Regions from separate parts of the Arabidopsis thaliana genome. Here region 1 is linked to region 2. Evidence: chromatin contacts called from public capture Hi-C data. All regions are on one chromosome and are shown on one strand. The core of a region is the stretch at or near the end of the contact, and the rest is flanking DNA. Distances in the headings are between cores, read along the strand shown. Region 1 holds the start of AT4G18300 (Trimeric LpxA-like enzyme). Region 2 holds the start of NAC071 (NAC domain containing protein 71).

What was found. Capture Hi-C pulls out chosen DNA fragments and counts their contacts.
Region 1: a capture Hi-C map of seedling shows a contact between it and region 2, with 2.0 times the contacts expected there.

What each region holds. Positions count from the first base shown.
Region 1 is chr4:10,115,969-10,121,665 of TAIR10.1, reverse strand. AT4G18300 (Trimeric LpxA-like enzyme) reads right to left here and starts at 2,882. Exons shown (of 1, transcript NM_117940.2): 1 at 408-2,882. The coding sequence starts at 2,814. The coding sequence ends at 685. It overlaps KAT2 (potassium channel KAT1-like protein), which reads right to left. Exons shown (of 11, transcript NM_001341273.1): 3 at 5,507-5,662; 4 at 5,350-5,407; 5 at 4,943-5,260; 6 at 4,580-4,819; 7 at 4,383-4,481; 8 at 4,259-4,291; 9 at 3,982-4,167; 10 at 3,390-3,879; 11 at 3,014-3,307. The coding sequence ends at 3,189.
Region 2 is chr4:9,979,063-9,984,628 of TAIR10.1, reverse strand. NAC071 (NAC domain containing protein 71) reads left to right here and starts at 4,074. Exons shown (of 4, transcript NM_001341249.1): 1 at 4,074-4,747; 2 at 4,838-5,127; 3 at 5,231-5,455; 4 at 5,546-5,566. The coding sequence starts at 4,591. AT4G17990 reads left to right here. Exons shown (of 5, transcript NM_117909.5): 5 at 1-243.

The sequences.
Region 1 (5,697 bases), core at 1,633-4,132, 140 kb before region 2:
AACCATAGCTTTAAGTTAAAAGTCAGGCTAGTATACTAAAACGAATATTTTCGTCAGAAATACATTAACACACACAATCCACTAAAATTAACAACAAAATAGAAAACAAAATGTGATTATGATTTCGTGTTTTCTATCTCATTAGTCAATATCACCATGGTGACGAACTCTCCAGCCACCATATTTCCAAGTAATTCTATATTAAGTAACTAAGCTTCTTTTTAACTTGATCATAGCCGTCAATTTTTAAGTTTGTTACACTTTCTCTTCTTTTTCCGCGTACCCTAAGTCCATGTTATGAAGTTACCAAAGACGGTAATAATGTTTTCAAGACGTAAGGACACAAAAGTAAAGGTTGAATTGGGAAATTTGGAATAACACCGTCACAAGTTAAGTTTCGTTTGAGACTCACATTTAAATCAACTTTACTCTATCTACAAAACGTTTCGTATGAATTCTTTTAATAGCCTAGTCAACATATCTCTTGCACATGCAAGTATACAACAAACCCTTGATGGATAGATTTATGGGAAATATCTCATTCAACAACAAACCTAACAAAAGATTGTTGATGATGCCAGTTAAATAACAGAGTACTACTATCTTAAATGTAAATTATCACTTTACAAAATAGACTGTATAATGAAATCACATTGCAACCTATCGAAAGTCACGCTTACCAATCTAACTATCTTCTTCTTCCTCCTCAGATGCTTCCTTGAGCCACTTTATGAATGACTCACATTTATTCAGATAAACTTTGTCACAATCGTCTGCTCCTGCTTTCTCTTCCCCCCATCTCAAGATCGCATCTTCTTGCACCACGTCTTTGTCATACAGAAAAGGCAGAAGTTTAGCAAACAAAGGGCTCAACTCTTCAGATTCCTGACACATCTCTTCGAATTTCATTATCACTTCTATCTGTGCATCAGTTTGCTTTAAATAGAACCCAAGAACTCCCTTCCATTTAGTTATGACACCCATCGCGTTTCTGTACAATTCAGTAGCAGAATTATGTGGACTCTTTACTGCCAGTCTCATCATAGAGTAGAATACTGCTCCAGCACAATCTGCAGAGTCCATGTTGTACGCCAACCGGTGTGAGTTAATCAAAGGAATTACAATGTCCGCTTTGTTATCCTTTTCAACGGCACTTAAGAATTCTTCTTCAACCTCTCTCTCAAAGTCGCCATAGGAATCATTTGCATCAGTGTTAATAATATCAGTATCAGATTTCAACTCTCCAGAAGGTGGGACAACAATGTCATCCTCTATGTCATCATCGTCCATGGCCCCAGTGATATCGGCAAGTTTATCCATGGGGATTGGTACAACAGAATGTTTCCACTCCTCATCATGAGCGCTGTCACATATTTCCCAGATGTAACCTGCTCCATCAGGACCAAGCTCAGATGCTTTGGACTCAATTTGCAAATTATTTAGGCCTGACGAATGATCTGCAGTCCCGCTGCTACTATCAGCATATTCCAGCTCTTCATCGCTGTCTTCTGTAGTTGGCTGTTGAAGTAAAGAGACCTTTGAATATGCAGGTACAACAAAGTCCCGCCCAACTACAACACTGAAAGACAAAACAACACCAGGCTGCAGAACAGCTCCTGCTCTGACTTTCACACCATCACAGACAATAGCGTTCCTTATCTCACACCCATCTTCAATCGTAACATTGTTCCATATGTATGAGCCTTGTATCACCACATTTGATCCAATACAACATCCGTTCCCAATAACAGAGTTATAGATTTTACCTCCATTACCAATTTTGGTGCCATATCCAATGACAGTGGAAGCTCCAACATCTGCAGTGTGTGATTGAACTGCATCAGAAGCCCGGTATATCCCCCGTCTCCCGAGCTTTACAGGGCGATTCCCGCTGAAATCGATATTAGGTACGTACGGGTATGTCCACCTCTGGATTATATCCTTGCTAACAGTGTCATAGCTCCGTAAATTGTCGATCCTTGCAGCATAACAACTCGACTGAATCTCATGAGTGAAAATCTTGTAACCCATAATATCATCAACAAGCAAACCATTAACAAAATGACGGCGCATATGCTGATAATCAAAGTTATCCTCAAAGAGACTAAGCACCTCAGGAGAACAAATGTCAATGTAACAATCCTGCATATCACTGCATAAAACAGTACTATCCAACAAGGACTTATCTAAGCAAAAGTCCCCGCCTCTCGAATTACATTCCTCGTAATGAAGAAGCTGTTTCGTTAAAGGATCTACTGCAACAAAGAGTTGATCAGATCCTATTCCTAGTCTAGACTGCTTCTTAAAAACCATAGTCATGATAGCTTTCTCATCTTTCTTCTTCCTATCTCTATGTTGTTGAATCAAATCAGCAAGTGGCATATTACTAACAGTATCACCACTAACAAGAACAAAATCACCTTGAATCTGCGACGTCTCTGTCTGTTGTTCATAGATATAACGCAGAGCATCTCCAACACTGGTGGAATTGTGAGACACTATCGTTCTCACCAACAAGTTTGGGTTTGGGCGTGTGTACCATTCCGATTTCTTCAGGTAATCGATGATCTGCGACGAATGAGCACAACAGAACACAAAAACCTCTTCGATCCCAGCTGATTCGAGCCATGCTAAAGTGTAATCAATCATCGGGATGTTCACTATCGGCAATAGTACCTTTGGTCGTTCTAGGGTTATGGAACGGAATTGAGTGGTGAAGCTGTCGGCTAGAAGAATGGCTTGTAATCGTTGACGACTTAGATCCTCTGAATCCTCACGAACCTTAGCCGCCGCGGGTTTCTTCTGAGCACCCATATCTCCGATCAAATTCGATTGAAATGAAAAATTCACGACAGACTTCAAAATCAAATCCTCGCATGAGAAAATCTTTGATACAATTTTTTAAGGGGAAAAAATGTTTATTTTATAATTAACTAGGCCTAATCTCATTTATTAGTAATTAAACTCATCTAAGCCCAATAAGGCCCAATATATATAAACTCGAATGTAAACGTTTACGCGGGAAATGCTCTGTTAAATTCAGAATTCTGATGGATTAACATTGTCCAGTTATAAGTTCTCTAGGATCTTCTTTGATGATCAAATGTTTTTCTAGTAAAAAACATTACATTGCCTGCAGATATACATATACACTCTATGGAAAGAAAACAGTGGTTACTAAAGTCTTGTTAAGAGTTTTCATTGATGAGAATATACAAATGATCACCATCTCTAATCACATCTTCATCATCTATTTCTGCGTTTTCCGCATTCGTGACCTTTGTGAAGCTGTATCCAAATTTTTCACCTGCACCATAATTTTCTAGTTTACTTTACTTCCTTCTTATGTTCAGTAGTTTCTTAGAGAATTAACAAGTAAAAGAGCTTACCTGCAAGTCTTAGCAACTCTTCTATGGAAGCAGGAAGGATTATCAGCTTCGACAAATCTTTGTCCCGGGACTTCAAGTGGATGGTAACTCTTTTATCTTTTGGTTTTGCAGCTTCATGTTGTTTGATTTGGATGTTTGATCTGCAATATGGATATGCTTCCTGTGAATGAAATTCAAATGAGGTAAGATCTGCATCAGAGCAACCTTTTCCATCAAACTCTTTATTTGGTTTTTCTCCTTCTTCTATCTCTATCGTATGTTCTCGAACTCTTTTCGTTTCGCCATAACCAGATCTTCTTGAATCTCTCCATTCAGTTGACCCCATATCAATATTTTCTGAATCATGCAGTTGTAAATATTTGTGCCCATGTCCTTGATCACTAGCGTTTCCTTCTCCTGTCTTTGAACCACCAACAAGCCACTCCTTGAGAAGTGACTCTGGTTCTGAATTTGGATCATCAATTGCTATTGATTGTTGCCCTCTAAGTTTCTACATATATCATCATGAAATGAGTTCGTATTGATTAACATCATTGTGAAAACATCTCTGAAATAAAATTAGTTCCCAGGATGTTATATCATTCTTACTTACCATGAAGAGGTTGTTCATTATGACTCGTCCATCTTCGACATGAGCTCGCATAGCACTCATTAGAGATTTTTTGCTTATCCGTAGTATCTGAGATAGTTCTGTTGTCCTAACTGTGAAAGGTTGTGGTGTATAGCATAACACACCAATCTCTCCAAATGCATCGCCAACAACCGCCTTGCCTTGAACCTACATGAATGTGAGGATTACAGTCATTTCTCTTTTTTCAGCTAAGAGTTCTACAGTGAAGTTCTTTTGGTGATATATATTGTTCACATACCTGATCTTCTTCGCCAACGTAGACAGTAAAATCCTGCACAATCACCACATGAGCGAGTAAAACATGTTAGAAGGTAACTTCAACATTCCTATACAATTATTTATTTTAAATTTCATTCACTCACCACTGCCCCTGAGACTAGGATGTAGAGGTCAGTAGGAGCTTCGTTCTGTAGTATTACATCTTCTCTTGGTGGGAAATATTCGGCGTCTATATCTGAAACCTTGGTCAGAAAAAGCATATCGAGTTGGTTGGTAACTTTATGGAACATTATAACAGAAAGAGATGGACAAAGAAAGAGTTAACAAATGAGTGTTTTACCAACTGAAATAGGAAGTTGCGAGAAACTCCGTGAAATAGGTAGACGTTCTGAACGATTGGGAAGAAGAGATAGTTTGCAATGCTTGACCGGATTGCTTTCGGCAAACCATTTAAAGCTTCTTGTTGTTTCAGACCCTCTGTTTTAAACTTTAAGCAAATGTGTGATAACATTTGGTCTTGTATGTTTGGTGGGAGTTGGTTTCTTGATGCAAACTCTGAAGCAGCTCTTACAGTATCTCTCTGTTTAATTCAAAGAATCAGGTTTCTTATTAACCTATGAATATATATATATATATATTTTTTTTTGCAGGTTATAGTTATAAGAGATTGATGTGAAGTCGAAAGAAAAGTTATTGAACTTACAAAGTTTCTGGTGCGGCTAGTCCAGTGAACCACAAGGTTGGTCATATTTCCTATGAGGTAAGATGTGAAACCGAGGTTGAAGAGCATGAAAAACACAAAGAACAACATTTCTCTTGGGTTCTCAGCATGTAAGTCTCCATAACCTGTTGTTGTTAATGTCGTAATAGACCAGTAAAGAGCAGTAACATATCTACTCCATACGCTTGTCTCCTTGAAATTTGGGTAGACAGCTCCAATCCATGTTTTTGTTGGATCATGATATTGATCTGCAATGAGGTAGGCGAAGCATCCAGCACAATGTACTGCAAACAGTGTCACCTGATATATAAAAGTATACGTTGTAACTTGTAAGCTAGTAGCATTTATAGATGAAAAGAAATGAGAATTCCTCTGTTTTTGAGACTTACCGAAATGAGTTTTGTGCATCGTGTCCAGAAATAGTTGAAGCGGATATCTTTCTCAAGCCTGAAGCAGAGGAAAAATGAGAGAGTAAGCTTTATGTTGATTCTTCATATGGCAAGTCTTCTAAACTTGAAAGAAAATGGTTTAGTATTGAAAATGAACCTTGCAAACAGCGAGCTAACTCGTCTAAGACGCCAGAGCCTGAGCATACTAAGAACTCTGAATCCTATTTCACTTCCATTGTATTTGAACAGAAGACTCAGTGACTGGAATGGAGCTGTTGAGCAGACATCAAAGGCGAACCAAGTAGAAAGGTACCTAAGAACATACTCATTAATAAAAATGAGAAATGA
Region 2 (5,566 bases), core at 2,825-5,324:
AAGGGTAATGGTCACAAGCCTCCCCGTGATCGCATCGCTATCATAAAAAGAACTATGGACATTCAGGGGCTTCTCACACTCGAGTTCGATACTCGGTATGCAAAAACTCTTCTGTAAGGTAGTACCCTACTCTACTTATGACGCTTGTAATAATCTACTCTAATTATGAAGCTTGTAACAATTCATAAGACTATGCATTCATGTTGTACTTTATGGAAACAATTTATAAGACTATGTAACATGTTGTACTTTATGGTTATTGATCTCCTCTCTTCCAAATATGTTTACTAAGAGTTCTTGGTTTGGTGTCTGTGTTTACTTCAAAGTTGTGGGTTAATTTAGTGTATGTGGAATATCGGAGATAGAAAATCACGCAGAACAGTTGGAAGTTGCGAGTCTTTTTCTTTTGATTTACAAAACAATTTCTTTGTCTAACGTAAAAAAGAAAAACCTCTAGCAAGTGAAAAAGAAAATGTAGCGTGGTTATTCTTTTTTACATGGGACAAAAAAGAATTGTTTTTGAGTTGAAGAATGAGATGTACTCTAATTATGAACCTGTTTAGATCTTTATAAAAAGATATGGGCTGTTGAGGCCCAATACAGGTCCATAAATAGAATGATGATGTGTATTTAAGGGACGTATAGCCTTGTCGAAATTTAATCGACTAAAAACCTTTAAAAGTGCAAAGTTGAGAACTTTCCCTGACGTTTGTTAATGGAAGATTACATCAAAGAGCGGGTGAAGTTTTGGGCTCGATTCGGGGAATCTGATAACTGATTTATGCACACATCAATCATATAATAGAGTATTTGACAATATTGACTTATATGAAATTGACTATTGTTTGGTATGATTTTGCTACTCACTTCCTTTAACCCACATTTTTGTTCTAATAGTTTTGAGGTTTGAATCTAAACCTAGACAAGAATATTTATAAATTTAGATCAACTCTGAGCATCCATGTTACTAAAGACTAATCGTTGGTGATTATTAGACCCAAAATCAGACAATAAATAAAACGAAAAGGGGAAGAAATCAAGAAGGAGAAAGTTGAGTTATATATAGTGTGATTAACAAATTAAGTGATAAATTGTGGGATCTTCTCATTTTCTAAACTTTTTTTAGTAATTCTGAATTTTGTTTTATTTGCGACTAAGAAAATTTTGGACCTAAACCCATAATTTCCTCAGACCAAATATTAAAAATGATTAAACTAGTAATTTTGAACTTTTTTTTGTGAGTGATATAAGAAACTATTACACTGGTTGAGATGCGGATAAATAAGAGTCTTACCATTCCTTTTCACTTTTGTTTTTCACTTTCTTTAGAAGATATAGCTGGCACAAAGTAGTACATTAACTTTGAATAGAATTTTCCGATTGTAAAGTAACTATAAAACCTATGTGTAACTGTATTATAATGAAGAATTATATTCTAGCTCCCTCTTTCACACCAAAAGAAAATGAAGATTTATATTGTCTTTCTATTGATACGGTTAACTAAGTTGATGACAATCTACAAAACCATTCAATATGTATATATATTGTCTATCGATAAGTTTAGCAATATTTACTTTTTGTCGGAATCGCGGACTAGGAAAAATCACATGTCGGCAAAAACGAGAACACGATGACCAGTGTGGTGGGTTGGTAATTTGGTATATTTGGTTGGTCCATGATATCGGTTGAATCTATTTAGAATTTGCAAAAATAGTTCCGATATGACTACTGATATGAATTTACCCCCGGACATTAATTAGTAACGACATAATATTCAAACGTATATGGTACTTTTTGATATATAAAATTAGGGCTCAGTATAGTCAACATAGAAGATCCGTTATTCGTATTTCATAGGCTAACTTCTTCTTTTCCTACCATATGACGTAGTTATTCACGCTTTAGGCCTTTTTCTTCATTTTTGTTCTTTTGTCTCTCTTTAATCAGTGTTAGGGGTCATGGTGACCGTTCCTAAAGTATCGTATAATTATAAGGTGCACTTTTTGGTATATAGAACTTATTAACCTTATACATTTCCATCTCGTGAAGTCATTCGTTTTCCCAATATTTTTTTATTTTCTTTTCCTCTTGAATATTTCAGCTATCGGGTCTTACACAAATGGGAACTAAACTTTAAACTACAACTTTACATCTTAAACAATAACATATTTCCGGTAAAAAGAAGACAATAAACAAAATTTTCTTCAAAGTTTTGTTATCTCTTCTAATGTCTTAAAAGTTGAAAGTGGTTACTCTAATAAAAAGCAGTTTTGTCTTACTCATACTGACGTGGAGGAACATTGTTACACCCCCTTCAAAATAGTCAAGAAAAAGTTTAGAATATTGAACGAAAGGAAAAATAAAAGAATTAGCTAGGACCGAGTTTCTATGACCTAGAACTAAAACTCCCGTTACATACTTATATCAAAGAAACGAGCTAGAAAAAACATTAGAGAAATGTAAAATATATCTCTCTCTTTTTGGTTAACCAAGGTTTACTAATCCGATATACAAGAATGACATGCAAATAAACATAGGGTTAAGTTGTAAAGTAGTCAGATATTTAAACTTAATTATGGAATTGGGCAAATTACTATTTATAATTGGATTTTTAGTCACTAACCTTTGACCCTATTACAGACAAAATCAAATATACCCCATACCAACTCTATTATTTACAAATATGCCACTAATCTTCTTCTTCTCCAATGTCGTTGAAAGCAATTGGGATTTGTGCTTTTAGATTCAACATTTCTCTCTCCTCATACTCACATTCTTTGTATTTCTTTATATATATATATATATATATATATATATATATATATATATATATATATATTTATTTATTTTTTAATAACCTCTTCAATCTAATAATTGAAATGCTTATCAATGTAAATTTATTTTCTAAATTAATTCAGATACATAAAAATCTATATTTTTTCTCTATAATTTGATATGCATTTTGTTAATAATTTTAAATATATTATATAAACATTTTTATTAGTAGTCAGTACAGTTAATTATGTGTACAGATTTTTATTTATACAACTTATTTAATAAGTACAAATTGAAATCGTCCAGCCATAATTGGAAAAATAGTCATTTTACTATTCACAATTTGCAAAGTAGTCACTTTTAACTGTTTGATTCGTACACTTAGATCTGTACAACATTTTTTAGTGTACAGATGTAAGTGTACGTTGTGTATATTTATATATATATATATACACTAAAAATATTGTACAGGTCTAAGTGTACGAATCAACAGTGAAAAGTGACTACTGATAATTGTATACTCCATACAATTATATACTCTGTACAGCTAATGCAACGTACAAAATAAAGTCTGTACACATAATTAAGTGTACCGACTACTGATAAAATGTCTGTAATATATTAAAAATATTAACAAAATGCATATCAAATTATAAAGAAAAATACATAGATTTTTATGTATATGAATTAGTTTAGAAAATAAATTTATATTGATAAGTATTTCAATTATTAAATTGGAGGGGTTATTAAAAAGAAATAAAAAAAAAAAGAATATTTCACTTTTATCTTTCTTCTCTGTCAAAAGGATAGTTCGGTAATTTCAAAACACATCACTTACCCCACCCCAAACTTCTATTTCACGCTCGTCTATTACACGCCCAAAGTGAGTTACATGTTTTGTCAAGTGTAAATAGTAACTTGCCCAACTCCATAATTATGTTTTCAAAAGTGACTAATTTGCCAACACACCTATAAACATATCGTTTTACAAAACGAAACGACGTCTTATGAAATTAAAAAATAGAAAAATAAGTTTTGATTAATTATAGGTGATAGTATTATTGAATCATTGATGTGTGAAGTGTGAACAAGTCTAACTTTAGAGACCAGGTAGGTCCACTTTCTTTTTGAATTTTGGGAACTCTTAAGACAAGCAATGTCTTTATCCGCTTTCGGTGTGTCGAGTTATTTTTTCTTCTGAATATTAACGGCACTGACTATTATAATACTGTTTGTTTATTCTACAGAAAAATTCATCAACATATTTTAAGCTATGATTAAATTTGCCTCACAAAGTTTCGCAACCTTTGTGCTATAAATATCATTCACCCCACAACCATTCAACACTCTACCAACCTTCTCTTCTTCTCTCCGATCTTAATCACTCTCCTAATCAATACTCACTAATAACTTTTTTTTTTTTTTGGTCTTGTATAGCTAATAAGTCAGAGAACCCTTTTCCTCAGTCAGACTCTTTGACCCGCAGCAATTAGCTCTTCCACCAACTGCTCTTCGTTATTTCTGAATTGTACCTTAAGTTTGTTTCTATTTTTTTTCTTAGGTGTTAGATATATTTTTAAAAAGAGAATTTTGGATAATTCGTTTTTTTTTTTGTAAACATACAATCTCTTTCAGACAATGATATTGTCACAAAAAGGATGCAATCAAAGTGAGTTGCAACTTATTTTCAAAAACAAATTGAATGTCGAAAAAAGTTTATATTTTTAGATTTTCCAAATAGTCAATAGATATTTAGTTAAATATTAGCTTTCGACAACTCTCTTGTGTCGCAAGCTACAAGTGTGAATTTTGCAAATGGGGAGTTCATGTTTGCCTCCAGGATTTAGATTTCATCCAACTGATGAAGAGCTCATAGGCTACTACTTGAGTAGAAAAATAGAAGGTCTCGAGATTGAGCTTGAAGTCATTCCTGTTATCGACTTATACAAATTTGATCCTTGGGAGTTGCCAGGTAATTTGAAAAGGAAAACAATTAGATTTTTATCCATAAATTTATATTTAAATAAAACTAAATTTGTTTGATTTTATCTTTGAATTTTAGGTAAATCTTTCCTTCCAAATAGAGATTTGGAATGGTTCTTTTTCTGTCCAAGAGACAAAAAATATGCAAACGGTTCTCGAACCAATAGGGCTACAAAAGCGGGTTATTGGAAAGCAACTGGTAAAGACCGGAAAATCACTTGTAAATCATCGCATGTTATAGCTGGATACCGAAAAACCTTAGTTTTCTATGAAGGTCGTGCCCCATTAGGCGACAGAACTAATTGGTTTATGCATGAATATCGTCTATGCGATATTGATGATCATTCACAAAAATCACCAAATTTCAAGGTAAGAAAATTAGAGTTCGTTTCATTTGATCCAACTTCATAATATTCATTTTTATGAACTAATGGAACGAAGCCTAAAAACCATATATATGTTTGAATTTTAGGGAGCTTTTGCGTTATGTCGCGTAGTTAAGAAGAATGAACTGAAGAAAAATTCGAAAAGTTTGAAAAATAAAAACGAACAAGACATTGGTTCTTGTTACTCTAGCCTCGCGACCTCTCCTTGTCGCGATGAAGCGTCGCAGATTCAATCGTTCAAGCCTTCTTCTACTACAAACGACTCTTCAAGCATTTGGATTTCTCCTGATTTCATCCTTGATTCGTCAAAGGTACCTACATCTATTATCTAAACCAAAATAGTTTTTGTATAGACAGTAGTGGTCTGATATGTGTTTTTGGTTTTGTGATTTTAAATATAGGATTATCCTCAGATTAAGGAG